Linked DNA regions of Mus musculus: region 1 is linked to region 2. A link is a contact called in public Hi-C data. All regions are on one chromosome and are shown on one strand. Each heading gives the region's core, a stretch centred on a gene start, on an enhancer-like site or on the middle of the called end of the contact. The rest is flanking DNA. Distances are from core to core; before and after follow the strand shown.

Region 1 (7,667 bases), core at 4,560-7,059, 76 kb before region 2:
AATAAACTGTCAGTATGTATGGCTATGTTCCATAACCAGGAAAGAGTTCAAATATTAATTAGAACTGTAAGCAGAATATACATTGAAAACCCACTAAAGTATACTGAGTTCAATAATGCAGACTGGTAAAGTTTCTACACCATATACACGTGTATAAATGCAGAGTACCAGAGAGGTGTGTGAGGGATCCTGCATACACACACACAAGTGCACACACACACACACATACATGCACACACCACACACACAAGTGCACGCACACACATGTACATACATGCACATACACACATACATGCACACATATATGCATGCACACACACATGCATATACATGCACACATGCACACACGTGCACACACACATACATGCACACACACACACACACACACACCATACACACACCACACACACACCACACCACACACATGCACATACATGCACACACACGCACGTGCACACACACACACATGCACACGCACATACCACACACGAGATTCATCTCCCTCTTCCCCCTCAAAGTGCTGGGTTGTACCGAGGACCTCACTCATTTGAGGCACTCTACCACTGAGCTACAGTCCCTGTCCCTACTATTTTAATGAGGATAATATATTTATAACTTGAATATTTAAGTTAATTTGAAAAAATTAAAAAATTCAGTCACTTTCTGGCAATTTTTGATCTATAACCTGAGATTTTTATCCTTTCTAACATCTTTATTGTCCCCCAAAATGTTCAACTATTAACCTTCAAGGGTTCCCTTATCATTTTGGTTAGAAAGTATTGATTCCCTACTTGAGTGTATGTGTGTGTGTGTGTGTGTGTGTGTGTGTGTGTGTGTGTGTATCCAACACTGGTGCTGGAAACTAAACTTGGGTCCTCTGGAAGAGCAGCAAGTACTTCTAATTTCTGAGCCACGTCTCAGTTCTGGCTCTTACTTCTCCACGCAGTGCCCTGCCTTCTATCACAAGTACGTCAATGTGCTGGGAGCTTCCTCAATTCTGGGGATACAAATGAATGCTTATGAAATAACTGTTACGAAATGAAGCCAGAAATGGTGGTGTGCTGGAGACCAAGGAGGCAGGAAGAGAAAATCAATAAGCAATTTAAAAAGATTAAGCAATATTAATAAGTTCACCAACCTATCTGACATAAAGAATCCAGTCCTGCTGTGATAAACAGTGGCTTATTTTGATCCACACATATTGATTTGCTGTATGGCAAAGAAAAAGATTGTAATTTAGTTCACCAGTTAAATATGCTGCCACGTTCTAGTATAAATACAAAGGCCACATTTTATCTAAGTCATGGATGAGAGCATTGACCCAAATGGACCAGTACCATTGGTTGTGACAGACTAACACCATAGTCAGCTCAAACCATGAGAAAGAACAAAGTCAGAGAAGACACATGCAAAAACTTCCAACTCCATTTAAAATGAACAGAAGACAATCATAAGCACAGGAAAGTGGTAAGGTGGAGGGAGATACAGAAGCCAGGGAACAGGGGGAACTGATTGGAAAATATTTACCAATACCTTTTATCAATACCGAATGCCAACTGGTTGATAACACCGCGTATCTTCAGTAACAGAGCTTCTGACTTGCTGGTAAACTTAGAAACAAATGAGATAAATTACACTCTGCTCTCTCATCCTCTAACAGTAAAAAACACAGCTTTAAACAAGCACAACTGGCCAGAGAATTACAACTTCTTTTCCTCAAAACATGTATATTTGAGTCGACAAAACAGAGGCTGACTAAGGCAACCTGGATCAGCTTGCCTCGGTACCGAGTTCATGAGTGCGTGATCCAGGAAGGACCCAGAGAGCTCACCAATCATCTCACCAATTTCCATCATCAGAATTTGTTTTTAATTTGTACATTAGTGTTTGCCTGAAATGTTTGCGGTGTGTGTTAACACAAACATTCTTAATGTTCTAAAAGAAAATGTCCCCCAATCTAACTGGGTCAGTTAGATAGGGAGAAGCATATATAAAAGTAACTGTGACAGCTGCAGGCGGGGACAGTCACACCGGCACTCCCTGAATTGATTTTTTTTTAGCTTCTTTTTTTAATTGCCTGCAGAGCTGGGGGGTAGGCAATTTCTGAATCTTCTCCTGGGTAGATCTAAGAGAGCCAAATTGCAGCACCCCAGGATGGTGAAGGGGGTGCCTGCCACCAAGAGTTAGGCTCTGACTCTTGAGTAAGCAGGAAGTGTGTGTGTGTTTGTGTGTCCTCCACAGATGGTCAGTCACTGTTTGCCTTCTAAATACTTTGCTATTCAAAGGCAAAGGAGAATGGCTCAGATGTATGAAGTGAAATGAAATACTTATAAAGCAAAGATGGCAACTTTCTGGTTCCCATGGCAGGTCCACAGGACAACGCTGACTCTGGTGTAAGAATAGGCTCACAGAGGAAGTACAGTACACAAGGGCTCACAAAGGTCAGACACATTCATTTAAAACAAAGAATTTAATAATGATCATGTTTATCGTGTGATATGTAAAATAGGGATTTTTTTAATTAAAAAAGATTGTTGTACTTAGTTTTACTAAGAAATTATATATTTGTTACATTATAATATATTGTTATTGCTTTAAACTATGTAATTTTGTAATATTTTGTTTTTACCACAGGGGCGAGGAGCAAGCCTAAGCACAAATGTTTCTCAGGGTCGAGGGGTGGGAGAGCACTCAAGGTTTCTCACCAACTCATCTCACCATCTGCTGCCTCTCAAACCCCTCCCTCCACTCCTGCTGGTGCTCCTGAGTCAGCTCAGTGCTGGGAACCCCTCCCCCGCCCCCCCCCCCCCCGTCTCCCCCACCTCCCCCTCCCCTCGTTCCCCTTCCTCCCCGTGTCCTCCCCAGAGCCACCCCTCCCACCCTCGGAGGTGCTCCTCTCCACTCATTAGCAGAAATGAATGAACTAGAAACTTCCTCCCCACTGGTTCTTTTCAAAATGGCAAAAAGACTTTCCAAAGCCTGACGTATAGGCAGACAGAGCTCAGGCTAAGAAGGTAAAGAGAACACATAAAGAAATGGGAAGTGCTCTAAATGCATAGATATTGAACATACACAGAATACAGAGCTCGTTCAGCTGGGGCAGCAACAGGCTCCACCCTGCCCTGGGGCTCTACTCTCTTTGAGCACTTTGACTCAGGAAAGCAAACCACCAACTATTTATTCAACAGCTAAGATAGCCTTGTTTGTTGTTGTTGTTTGTTTTGTTTGTTTTTGAGACAGGGTCTCATTATAGAGGCTCAGAAAAGGTAGAGTATTTTAATTCCCACAATTACTCTTTTAACGTGCAAACATTTTAAGTTTGCCTAGCAAAAGCAGTTCAGAAATTAAGGTAGTATTTTTCAGCAAAATAGTTTTACATTTTATCTTTTGTTTAAAGGATAACCAGCAAAGTCTGGCCCACCTCGGAAGATCATTACAACCCTGTGCTTTTCGGGTTGTTTCTGAGACGCTCAGGCCGCCTTGGACCTGAGCACTTCCTGCCCCATGCATCCGTCTCCTGAGGTGGGCTATTTATTCACTGGCTCCACAGTTCAGGCCCGCACCCCTCCTCACGAAGCAGGCAGGCACGGTTCCCATCTGCTTTTACCTCAGAGGATGCAAAGCTTAGGTGGCTGGTCCAGAATCCTTGTCTGACAAGGAGTTGGTCACAGTGACACTGACCTGGGCAGCTCGACTCCAAAATTCATGATTTTAACCTCTATACCAGCATTGCTTTTACATAAAACACCATCTTATTAAAATCCCGCCCTTGCCCCCCTCCTCCCGGGCCCTTCCATTGAAGGAATATAGATTCTAATTCTTGAAGACAAAAATAAAAATGTGTGAACACACCAACATATCTCTGAAGCTTGCCTGGGCTTACAGACACAAGCCGTGGAAGGTGGGGAGGCCATGGGCAGAGGGCTCTGCAGGGGCCCTGTCTAAGCAGAGCTTTGGAAGTGAGAAGGAAAGGGGCAGGGCGAGCTCAGGTCTCTATTATTCCCATCTGGGCAGCCCGCTCCTTTCTCCACACACCCAGAGGGCAGGGAGGCACTGACCATCAGCGAGGCTCCGTAGTAATGTGCCACAAAGCGCAGGGTCTTACATATCACCTTTCTCTTCTCAGGATCAAAATCCTGTGGAAGAAAATCATTACAAGGAAAAAATAAGCCAGAGGACTCAACAGCTCACTTGGGGAGAAACACATTATTTGTTTTTAAATCCCCACCCTGAGGAGTCCGGCTCGGTCACCTCCACGTTCACATCTGGAGAGACTGAACAAGCCGCCGTCTCCTACTGCTATCAGATCTGTTTAAACGCTTGGCTTCAGAGAGTCCAGATATAAGCACACATTTCATCCTGCGCAATACCCTAAGGACTCCCTGACAAGCCAAGATAAGAAGAAACTAATTTCCTACTTTCTTCAGTTTACAGTTGGGGAGTAAATCTTATCCCTCAGTGCTAAGATTTGTTTTTAAGTTTTCTGCCTCGCCCCGTTCTAACCAATGGGCTCATTTTCCTGAACTCCTTGGGATGTCCTCATCATACCGTCCTTTCTAACATCTTTTACATGGATGTCTCTGAGCTGGTCCCTTCCAGAGGTACTGTTCTTATTTCATCATTTTCCCATAAAAGCATAGCTACACATGCCCCATGAACAGCTAGACATAGAAGCACCTACCTGGAAAATATCATATTTACTTCCAATAATGACCAGAGGTATTGGAAATGGGTCAATTAATTCCCGGTCCTGTTAATAAACAGATATACTTGATTATAGTTGTGTATTGCTATGTCCTCAGGAATTTCTGTTTACTTCAGAAAACACCTTTTACTCTCGTCATTGATGTTGACCATATTTTCTGAAATAGAGTTTGCTATGATATTAACTTTCACTTTGTGCTATATTTTAAGTGTGAAGCCAGAAATGGCAATTGTCATAACACCATGGCGCCCATTCACTTTTGTGGTCTGCTACTCTGGTTTGTTTGTTTGTTTGTTTGTTTGTTTGTTTTGTTTTCCAAGACAGACTCTCTCTGTGTAGCCCTAGCTGTCCTGGAACTTGTTTTGTAGACCAGGCTGGCCTCGAACTCTGACATGCCTGCCTCTGCCTCCTGAGTGCTCCACCCGGCTACTGCTGGGCTTCCCTACAAGGACATCATCTTTAAGGGGCTTCTCATTTATGTAAAGTGCGTGCTGCTTGGCTGAATTTGGTCCTGATACTTTGTAAGACACAGGCGCACAAACTATGGACACTAGGAAATGCTTCTCTTAGTTTTCTAGATGATGACATTCCAACTGTATCTAAAACCTTGTGCTGCCACCACAGCAACTCTAGGACTTGATAGTTTGGGGATGGCGGCGGGGGGGGGGGGGGGGGGGTGTCACATGACAGCCACTGAATGAATGCAGACGCCTGTTGCTGGGGAGGCAGCTGACTCTCAGCTCCTGCTTCAGTCCGTAGCTTCAGCCAGCCTCTCCCAGTTCAACCCGGATTTTCATCTTCATTTTACAAAGATTATACAATCAGTGTCAGAACTCTGCTCTAAAACTCCCTTTCTCTTGAGTTATGGTAAGGTTCATCGCAGTGAACACGGCAGATGTCTGACGAGGAGACGTCAGCGTCTTCCCCTTCTCTGGCTCTTTCTGAGGTTTATGAAATTGCTGTAATTTTCCAGTAAACCAGTTCATTTACATCAAACACATTTTAAGTCATGCAGAAAATGAAAGAAGCTGCATTGAGGTACTGTCTCTACTCGGTGTGGCACTGAGGCCAGAACAAACCGGGAAGCTCACCGGATGGTCCTTCTGCACCACGCTCCACATTCGTTGCCGCATCTCGGCCGAAGCCTTGGAGCTTGTCTTGCCCAGCTTCATTATCACCTTGTCTACATGGCTTTTTGTGGCTTGCAACAGATTTTCCATGGTTGACCAAAGATCATTAGGTTTGGAAAGATCCAAAACAAGAACAATAGAAAATGTCCTAAAGAGATAAAACAGCTGTAAACAAAGAGATTCCTCGTGGTAACTGTTTTGAGATGTGAAATGTCCTGAAATTTATCTAATATAGTTACAAAACCCAGCATGCCATTATTCCAAGACGGAGTGAGAGCTCACTTAGAGCCTTGTGTACTCTGGTCCTTCCTACTGGTACTCAGTATGACAGCTAAGAACGATGCAGTTCAGACAGAGAAGCTGAACGCGAATGGTCCGATGATGCCACATTTAGACCTGACTTTACCTGGTGCTCCACAGAAAAGGAGCAAAAATCTCAGTGCCAAGGTCAGCAGCAATGCAATGTATACGGAAGGGAATGGACACACTGACAAGCCTTACTGGGAAGCCAGCGGGCTTGCTTAAGCTTTTTCTAGGCAGTTTCCCTAGATGTGCTGATGCCTGTTTTATGGATCTGAAATTAGAAGCGCTTATTTATATAACTAGTAAGCTGGAAAAGTGCTTTTAAATCAAAGTCGTCTGTTTTCCAGCTATACTTCTCTCTCTCTCTGAAAACACGGCTCTGATTAGCAGAGGACACTGCCATCACCACAGACAGTGGGCTCCACTCCTACACATTAAACATAAATCTAAATCTAAACTCTACAACAAAACAACCCATTTAAAAATAGATTCCAATAACTCCAAAGAGATAGCTGTTGGCCAAGAAGCACATGAAAAGATGCTTGAGGACTGAAGAGATGGCTCAGAAGGTTCAATCCCTGGTTTACAAGCGTCTATGACTCTAGTTCCAGGGGGTTCTGACGCCCTCTGCTGGCCCCTGTAGGTACTGCATGCATGTGGTACACAGATACACATAACATGCAGGCAAAACAACACTACACATAAAATTTTTTAAAATGCTCAACAATTTCAATTATTAGAAAGTTGTCAAAATGAGAGTGTGCTCACAGCCGTTAGGGTAGCTGTTATCTAAGAAAAGACATAGGAAGTAAGTGCTGCTGAGAATACAGAAAATTTAACTGTGCATCAAGGGTATAAAACAGTGTAGCAGCTTTGGAAAACAGTGTGGCGTTCCTGAAACAACACAACAGAAACACCACGTGGTTCAACATTCCATTTCCAGGTCTATGCCCAAATTCTGAAGAATATTTGTTATTTGTGTTTTGAGACCTTGTAGCCCTGGCTGTTCTGGAACTTACTATGTAGCCAAGGTTGGCCTTGAACCATCTGCTTGCCTAGGTCCCAGACTGCTGGGATTATAGGCACGAGCCACTATGCCCAGGGGGAAGCTACGACTGAAACAGGATGTGGATATCAGTGTTCATGGCAGCGGCATCCACGATAGCCAAAGGGCAGAACAGCCCAAAAGTCCATGGACGGATTGATGGGTGAACAGACCGTAGGATATACAGATGGTGAAGCATTGCGCACTATTACAAAGGAGGGAAGTTCAACACATGCTATACTATGACCTTGAGGACATTATACTAAGTTAAATAAACTACAAAAAGGCAAATACTCCATGACCTCATTATATAAGACACCATGGAGTCAAACTGCTAAGAGCCCACAGGAACTTTCCTGCAGGAAGACCACGAAGTCCTAGGAATGAATGTGGTAGTGCTGGCTGTACAACCGTGGACATGTGCTGGCTGTACAACCGTGGACATGTGCTCAAAGCCGCAGAAGACCTCACCAAGACGTACATC
Region 2 (7,437 bases), core at 977-3,476:
CACTGTAACATTCTATATGTGGTTAAAGGGGGAAACCCTGGATACCTGTAGCAATGAAGCCAACTGCTTACAGTCACTAATTACACACAGATATCACCTTTAATATCTGTTACCATGGCTAGGATAGAAAGGGGGACTATGTATATGCGGAATCACAGCAGAGCATTCGATGTTACTGCCTTCTTATTCAATGTACATTTCAATAAAATAAAAGACTTTGGGTCTAATAATAAATGGATTTGAGAATCACACTGGAATGATTATCTTGTTCCAAAAGTAGCTTATTGTGTTTCCTCCTCTTTTCAAGAAAGATCTCTGATAACAGGTACTGCAAGGTTAGCATCGCCAGCTAACAAGAAGGTTCCTAGTGGTTCCCAGTGCGTTAATCACTGTGCCACGCCTTTTATGAAAGATCTAAACTTGAACACGGTCTTGCCTGGACTAGAACACGGAAGGCAACAGATGTCACCCTCTTCTACTGGGCTGGCCAGTGGCAACAGTGACTGGTACAAGTTCATTGATGACACTGATGATGGGGGCCTGTTCGATGCACTAGTGCCAAACAGAACGGGTGTGCTTTCTTTGGAGGGATTTACACACAGAGATGAACTGCAGAGGTCAACACTAAAGCAATATGAGCGGGAGCTTCGAGTCCACTGGGGTCCGTGTGAGCACGAGACAGACATGGAAGCAGGAAGGAAATCGGAAAGAGAGTCACCATAGATGAGAAGACAAGCCAGGTCCCTTAGCAAACAGGCCGTCAGAGGTAGTTAGTGTTGGCTCAGAGCTTGCCTCACCAGAGTGACTATTCCATTCTGAATAATGCTCTAATTCAAACAGGGGATGCTTGCTTTAAATTAGCATCTTACTGACTGAGGTAGCTAGAACATCTCCCGAAAACCTGAAAATAGGAACCTTTGCTCCGGGTCAGTACATTAGAAGTCTGAGAAGCATTTGACTTTTCCAGGACCAAATAGCTTGAAAAGAGGAAAAGAAGGAAAAGGTAAAACTGCAAAATAAAATGAACTTGAAAGCTTGACATGAATCTTGAAGATCTTCAACACAACAACAACAAAAAAAAAACCAAATCTCGGCGTCTTACTGCCCAAGGGTAACATAGCTAGAATTTTACAGAGCCACACACCATTTGCTTCTACTTTTTTGTGCAGTGCAGAATTTAGCAATAAACAAGAGGCTGTTTCATGTGGCTACTGAAAGGAAAAAATGTTCTCTTGAGAGTAAATAAAAAGCAGATACATCTTTAAGTCTGAATTTCTGTTAGGGAAGCCATGGCCATTGTAATTTGTTTACAGTTATAGCAGCTACTAAATAAAATAACCATAATAACAATTAAAAAAAAACATGACTACAAAACCCAAAATACCTGGCATCCCAGATGTTTCTTTTTTGTTTTGTTTTGTTTGGTTTGGTTTTTTGTTTTCGAGACAGGGTTTCTCTGTGTAGCGCTAGCTGACTTTGTAGACCAGGCTGGCCTTGAACTCAGAAATCCGCCTGTCTCTGCCTCCCAAGTGCTGGGATTAAAGGCGTGTGCCACCACCGCCTGGCTATCTCAGAAGTTTCTTTTGAAGTGAGAGGTTAAACTGTCCCAATATGGGAGGGAAAACATAAGTCTACAAAGCAGACCAATTCACTTAATTTTAAAAGTAGACTATTCGGGCTGGTGAGATGGCTGGTAGGTTAGAGTGACAAACTAAGTTTGAGCTCGGAACCTCCATGGTGGAAGAGAGTGACAACTCCTGCAGGCTGAGCTCTGATCTCCACACTTAACCTGCAGCAGGCTTGCTCCTCCCATTAATACATAAGTGCGAAAGCTTAAAGAGAGATTTTTGTTTTTTGTTCTTTTTAAATCAGGCAATGTAGATATGTCTAAGAAATACCTAATCATTGACAAGTTGCTTTTGTAGCCACAAAGTTTCCAAAGAGAAGCCAGTCTCTTCTAGGTTAGAAAGAAGCTAATCTAGCTGAAGTAAGGGCTTTGTAAATTAACAAGGAGTAACGCAAAACCTCTGTTAATCAAGCGAAAAGCAAAGCTCAGAGCCTGAGCGGGAAGACTTCAGTGCTGCCTCCGGAGCACTCAGTTGAGGAAACCCCCCCCCCCCACCCTATCACGTGTCCTGGTCAGGGCCTCCAGGCACCGAACACCCCTGCTCGCTCTCCACATCCACCCACATCACCACTGTGTGGTGGGGCCGCACAGCCCAGCACCGGTCCTCTCTCGGAGCAACAGAGGGGCGGCTCCAACAGGAAACAAGCGTCTTCACAATGGATGAGTTAGAGGGGCCCCTGGCCTCGCTTCCCCTAACTCCAGCTTGGGCCTGAGTGAACAAATCTAATTCCAAAGTCTAACATTGAAAAGCTCATCTGCCCCCGCCCCAAGGCTCTCATCCGTAATTAAAGTCGTATTTTGAATTCCCATCTGTCTTGTTTCTCAATTGCTCAGAACACGGTTGGGGAAGAGAAGGGGAAACTGAATTCTGAAAACTGAGAGTTGTCAGAACAATGCTGAATTTGAAAAGAAACGGGGTGAGGGTGTGTGGGTGGGTGGGTGGGGGTGCGGGTAGTGTGAAACCTGAGTCTGTGCTGAGAACAGGCCCCTGAGCGCGTGCTGCACACGGATGTAATTACCCAAGAGGGGAAGCGGTGCAGAGGAGGAGTAGGGGGTTTGTTGCATGGGGCCTTCTTTGGGGCCTCGCTGTTTTCCTGGTCATCTGCACACGGAGGAGGATCCTGGGAGTCATAGGAAAATAAGCCGTCATCGCAACCAGTGTCCATTCTGTTCACAGCCTCGGCCCCGTCCCCATCAACCACATCAAGGTCCGTTTCCTGGGGCCTCAGCGGCCGGATCATGCTTATGGCGTTCCGGTTCGTGCCAAACATCCGATCGGAGCATAGCTGTGGCTGGCTCAGGTGTCTCTTGGTGAGTGCCACACTTATACTGAAAACGTTGGGGACCCTGAGCTTTGGGGGTGGCTGGAATGGAGGAGGCACTAACGGGGCTCCTCCTTTTCCAGGGAGTGAGTTAGGGTACCTGGGAGTTAAAGCTGGGGTTAAAATAGGGCTTGGGGTGTTGGCCTCGCTGGATGAGGATGTATAATCCAGTCTCTGCGAGTGAAATTTCTTATTCAGTTCATCTGAGGAACTATCTTGCTCCTTTACTCCTGACTGAGACCTCCCTTTTGCAAGGTTACCCTGAGCTTTCCATGGTGCCTTCTGCTGCCAAGAACACAGCTTCTTTTGCTCAGGTCTATTCCCATCAAAAGTCTCTTCTTCGAATATAGAACTACTGTCATCAGATGCTGTGAGGTAGGCTTCGCTGCCCAGCCTGCCGCACTGGCCACCCTCCTCAGATGTGTGGCTGGAAAGGGTGGACGTGCACCTGGACTTAGATCTGCCCTTGCTTCCATCATCCTCGTCTGAACTCCAGTCACTCACTGGAACCCCAGAATTCTGGGACGTACCACCATCCATTGCAAAGCTTGCTCTCGTTTTCTGGTTCTGTTCCGAGCTGCAAGAGGTCTCGTGCAACTTTCTCTGGCTTCTGCTGTTCTCTTGGACTTGGTTGTCAGCAGGCTTCTCTGCAATTTCCATCTCTAGAAGAAGACACAGCACATTGGCAGGTTGCCTTTAAAGCTGACATAACTAGACTGCATGTGTGCATTGGCACTGCCTGACTTAACTACACTGTAGAGGCTGGCAACTTCATGCGAATATGGTCAGCTCCTACTGTTGTTAGTTTTCTGCCTTCTTAAGCACCTTTGAAAACTGCAGGGTTTATGAAAACATATAATCCTTATACTTCAATTTAATTGTATCAAAAGTAAATTGCTTTTTACAAATAAGTATGTTGGAGAACGGAAGTTGGCAACAATCTAAAGAGAGAAGGAGTGGAGTGTGAAGAAGGATCAATTTGACCATCAAAGAAAGAAGCTGTCAAAAAAAAAAAAAAGAACACCATTACTTCCATTTTTAGAAGTAAAGAAAATGACAGCCCTTTTCCCATTAACCTTCAAAACCATCATAATGTAATCCTAAACATGAACACAAAACCACAATTTCAGAAACCAACTTTGTATCCACGCTTCAATACATAAAATGTGTAAAAGCACAGAAAAAGCTTTCCTCTACTCTCTGTTTAACTATAATTCCATGTGCTTTAACAAGAGCAGCCTCTTTAAATGCCTTTAGATACAGAATCCATTTGTTAGCACCAGGAGAAATGGAACATACCAATAGCTCCATAAATAATGACTTAAAACTCCAGATTGAATAGAAAAGAAACCCTGAAAATATAAATTTGAACCTCGCAATTAAGGGACAAGAGGCCAAACACACATGCTCTCAAGTTCTGCTGCAGGGATTGGTTACACTGTCAAGGTTTCTGCTGCAGGGATTGGTTACATTTTCAAGGGTTCTGCTGCAGGGATTGGTTACATTTCAAGGTTTCTGCTGCAGGGATTGGTTACATTTCAAGGTTTCTGCTGCAGGGATTGGTTACACTGTCAAGGGTTCTGCTGCAGGGATTGGTTACATTTCAAGGTTTCTGCTGCAGAGATTGGTTACATTTCAAGGTTTCTGCTGCAGGGATTGGTTACACTGTCAAGGGTTCTGCTGCAGGGATTGGTTACATTTCAAGGTTTCTGCTGCAGAGATTGGTTACATTTCAAGGTTTCTGCTGCAGGGATTGGTTACATTGTCAAGGGTTCTGCTGCAGGGATTGGTTACATTTCAAGGTTTCTGCTGCAGGGATTGGTTACATTTCAAGGTTTCTGCTGCAGGGATTGGTTACACTGTCAAGGGTTCTGCTGCAGGGATTGGTTACATTTCAAGGTTTCTGCTGCAGAGATTGGTTACATTTCAAGGTTTCTGCTGCAGGGATTGGTTACATTGTCAAGGGTTCTGCTGCAGGGATTGGTTACATTGTCAAGGGTTCTGCTGCAGGGATTGGTTACATTGTCAAGGGTTCTGCTGCAGGGATTGGTTACATTGTCAAGGGTTCTGCTGCAGGGATTGGTTACATTTCAAGGGTTCTGCTGCAGGGATTGGTTACATTGTCAAGGTTTCTGCTGCAGGGATTGGTTACATTGTCAAGGGTTCTGCTGCAGGGATTGGTTACATCTTCAAGTGCTGAGCAGGCAGATTCAGCCATGCTGAGCTGACCACTGAAAAGGTTTCTTGGAAAAGTAACAAAATGTGAGTAACAGCAAGAAATAGGTCACAAGGAAGCCTTCCACTGAAAAAGCATTGTGTAGTTTTCAAAATGTTAAAACCCAGCTGAGAGGTGGCTTTTACTGCAGTCATTTTTCTCAGGCCTTGGAAGGGAACTAGAGTGGGATGTAGGTAAGTTGCAAACTCAGGCTTCCCTAGAACTTTTGGGGAAAGTCAACAAACAAGATTGCCCGTGAGGTGTTGCCACCAGGCTGCACCAGCAGGCAAACTTTAGAGGGAGACTGAAAATGAAGGGCACAGAACCAAGGCTGGATTATGTAGTGTAGGCAGTATTTTCTTCTCTGAAGTAACAAAGAATAAAAAGTAGTTATCAAAAGTGACCCCCACTAGTAAGTACCTTCTACACATCTTCCTTCCGTGATCTCAGGTTCATTTGAGGCCATCTTGCTCACTTCCTCACATCTTACGACACAAGGAGGACTCTTTGCTCGGGACAAGAAGCATCCAAATGTCAAATTGCGTTGCCCTTCTGAGGTCTTTGGTGAGGAGACACAGGATATCTTCTTCTCTTGGAGTTCTGTAAGGTCATTAAGCAAATTGGAGATGAGTTTTTAATAGTGGTTTATTAGAACTGCTGAATGAAAACATAAGGACTTGAATAAACCACCCTTAATACCAGAAAAAAAAACCAGAAAGACAGAATTTGCTCTTATACATAAGTATACATTATACATAAGAAAATGGAAGGCCTGATATAGAGCACAGAACCCTAAATCTGTGGTGTGTGTTGGGGGTGGGGCGGGGTGGGAAGGGATCAGTGGGTAGAGGTGCCTGCTGTCAATCCTAGTGACCTGAGTTCAGGCCTCAGATTGCTAACTGAGATTAGCCCACCTCTAGGGTAACTGACATTGTTGTTTGTAAGGCCGAAAGCATGGAGATCCTAGGAAGAAAAGTTCTTGGGCACTAGGAAAACAACACTTCCGAGCACTAGGAGAACAACAGAGGTGAGGTGGGTACCCTGAATAGCAACTGATAATAAAGACAAGCATTTCTTCAGATGTATCTTTAAATATTTTATGTTGATCATCTATCACTTAATGGATTCACAATAAATAGTCATGACTATATACAATTAGTCCTCAATTCTACAGATTCTGCATCTGTAGATGTAATCAATGGTGAATCAAAAGTATTTAGAAAAAAACAACTGTCTCTACTGAATATATACAGATGTTTTACTATGAGTCACTAAAAAATACAGTCTAACAAATGTTTATACAATTTTTACCTTTCGCTTGGCATTATAGTAACCTGAAGACGATTATAGGAGAATGTGTGCAGACTATTATGTGCAATCCTTGGGATGTTTTATTTAAGGACCTAGAGCATCCTCAAAGACTTTGGTATTCGTGGGGATCCTAGACTCGATCCTCTGCGGTACTGACAAACAACTGCATGTGTATGTATGTATGTATGTATGTATGTATGAGTGTGTGTGTATATGTATATTGTAATATATACACATATTTTGTATTCTGTGTACAATATATAATATATAGTTTATAATATATCCATATATAGTTTATAAGAAAACTAAATCTAGCATATATGAGCTATCTCTGCTCCAGTCTAAACCTAGTTTCCAAGAATCAGAACCACTTAGTATCTAAAACCCGAGAGGCTATCAATGAAGACTAGAATTGCAAGCCAGAGATATCAGGAAAATAGATAATATTTTGGAAACAGAAGTGGTACATTCAAACTATTTCAGGGATGGTGAGTGTCCGGAAAACAGGAAGCCTTAATTCTACATATGGTCCTTCAGGCAGTCATGGCAAGAATCTGTCTTTTATCATTCAGGTGGAGGAGATGAAAGCAAGTATTAGCAGGCCCTAAGCAGACTTTCTTACTATGTGTAGTGGTCGACACCTGTAACCTCAGCACTCAAGAGGCTGAGGAGGAAGATGTAAGCCTGGGCTACACAGCGAGTTTCAGAACAGTCTGCTCTACTTAGTGAGAAAGATCCTGTCCATCAACAACTTTATGTATTACTTCAGGAAACCAGTGCTACTATCACAATCACAACATTATGAACATAAAATATTAAATATTCTAGAGTAATAACATGGTTATTATTAGTAGCGGGACATTAAAATTGTCTTTAAATTTTGTTTTCTTTCAGCTGGGCATGGTGGCACAGGCCTTTAATCCAAGCACTTGGGAGACAGAGACAGGCAGATCTCTGTGAGT

What was found. A called contact is a pair of places that touch in the nucleus more often than the background predicts.
Region 1: a Hi-C map of cranial neural crest shows a contact between it and region 2, with 5 times the contacts expected there. The contact joins two enhancer-like sites. A contact is called at or near these places in 3 of 484 Hi-C or Micro-C datasets (cranial neural crest, hematopoietic stem and progenitor cells and nephron progenitors), 1 of 115 datasets of contacts at active chromatin or transcription factors (embryonic stem cells) and 1 of 9 other capture datasets (pancreatic islet).

Annotation. Positions count from the first base shown.
Region 1 is chr17:84,641,188-84,648,854 of GRCm38.p6, reverse strand. It overlaps Dync2li1 (dynein cytoplasmic 2 light intermediate chain 1), which reads right to left. Exons shown (of 13, transcript NM_172256.2): 6 at 5,797-5,983; 7 at 4,682-4,750; 8 at 4,059-4,136; 9 at 1,534-1,610; 10 at 1,139-1,209. Among named protein-coding and RNA genes, the nearest start is that of Dync2li1, 19 kb to the right of the region's middle. Within about 2 kb of position 5,809, at least 24 of the 459 cell types and tissues checked have an H3K27ac peak or open chromatin away from gene starts, as enhancers often do.
Region 2 is chr17:84,562,145-84,569,581 of GRCm38.p6, reverse strand. It overlaps Plekhh2 (pleckstrin homology domain containing, family H (with MyTH4 domain) member 2), which reads right to left. Exons shown (of 30, transcript NM_177606.4): 7 at 5,585-5,764; 8 at 2,647-3,611. Among named protein-coding and RNA genes, the nearest start is that of 4930500A05Rik, 13 kb to the right of the region's middle. Within about 2 kb of position 2,226, at least 37 of the 459 cell types and tissues checked have an H3K27ac peak or open chromatin away from gene starts, as enhancers often do.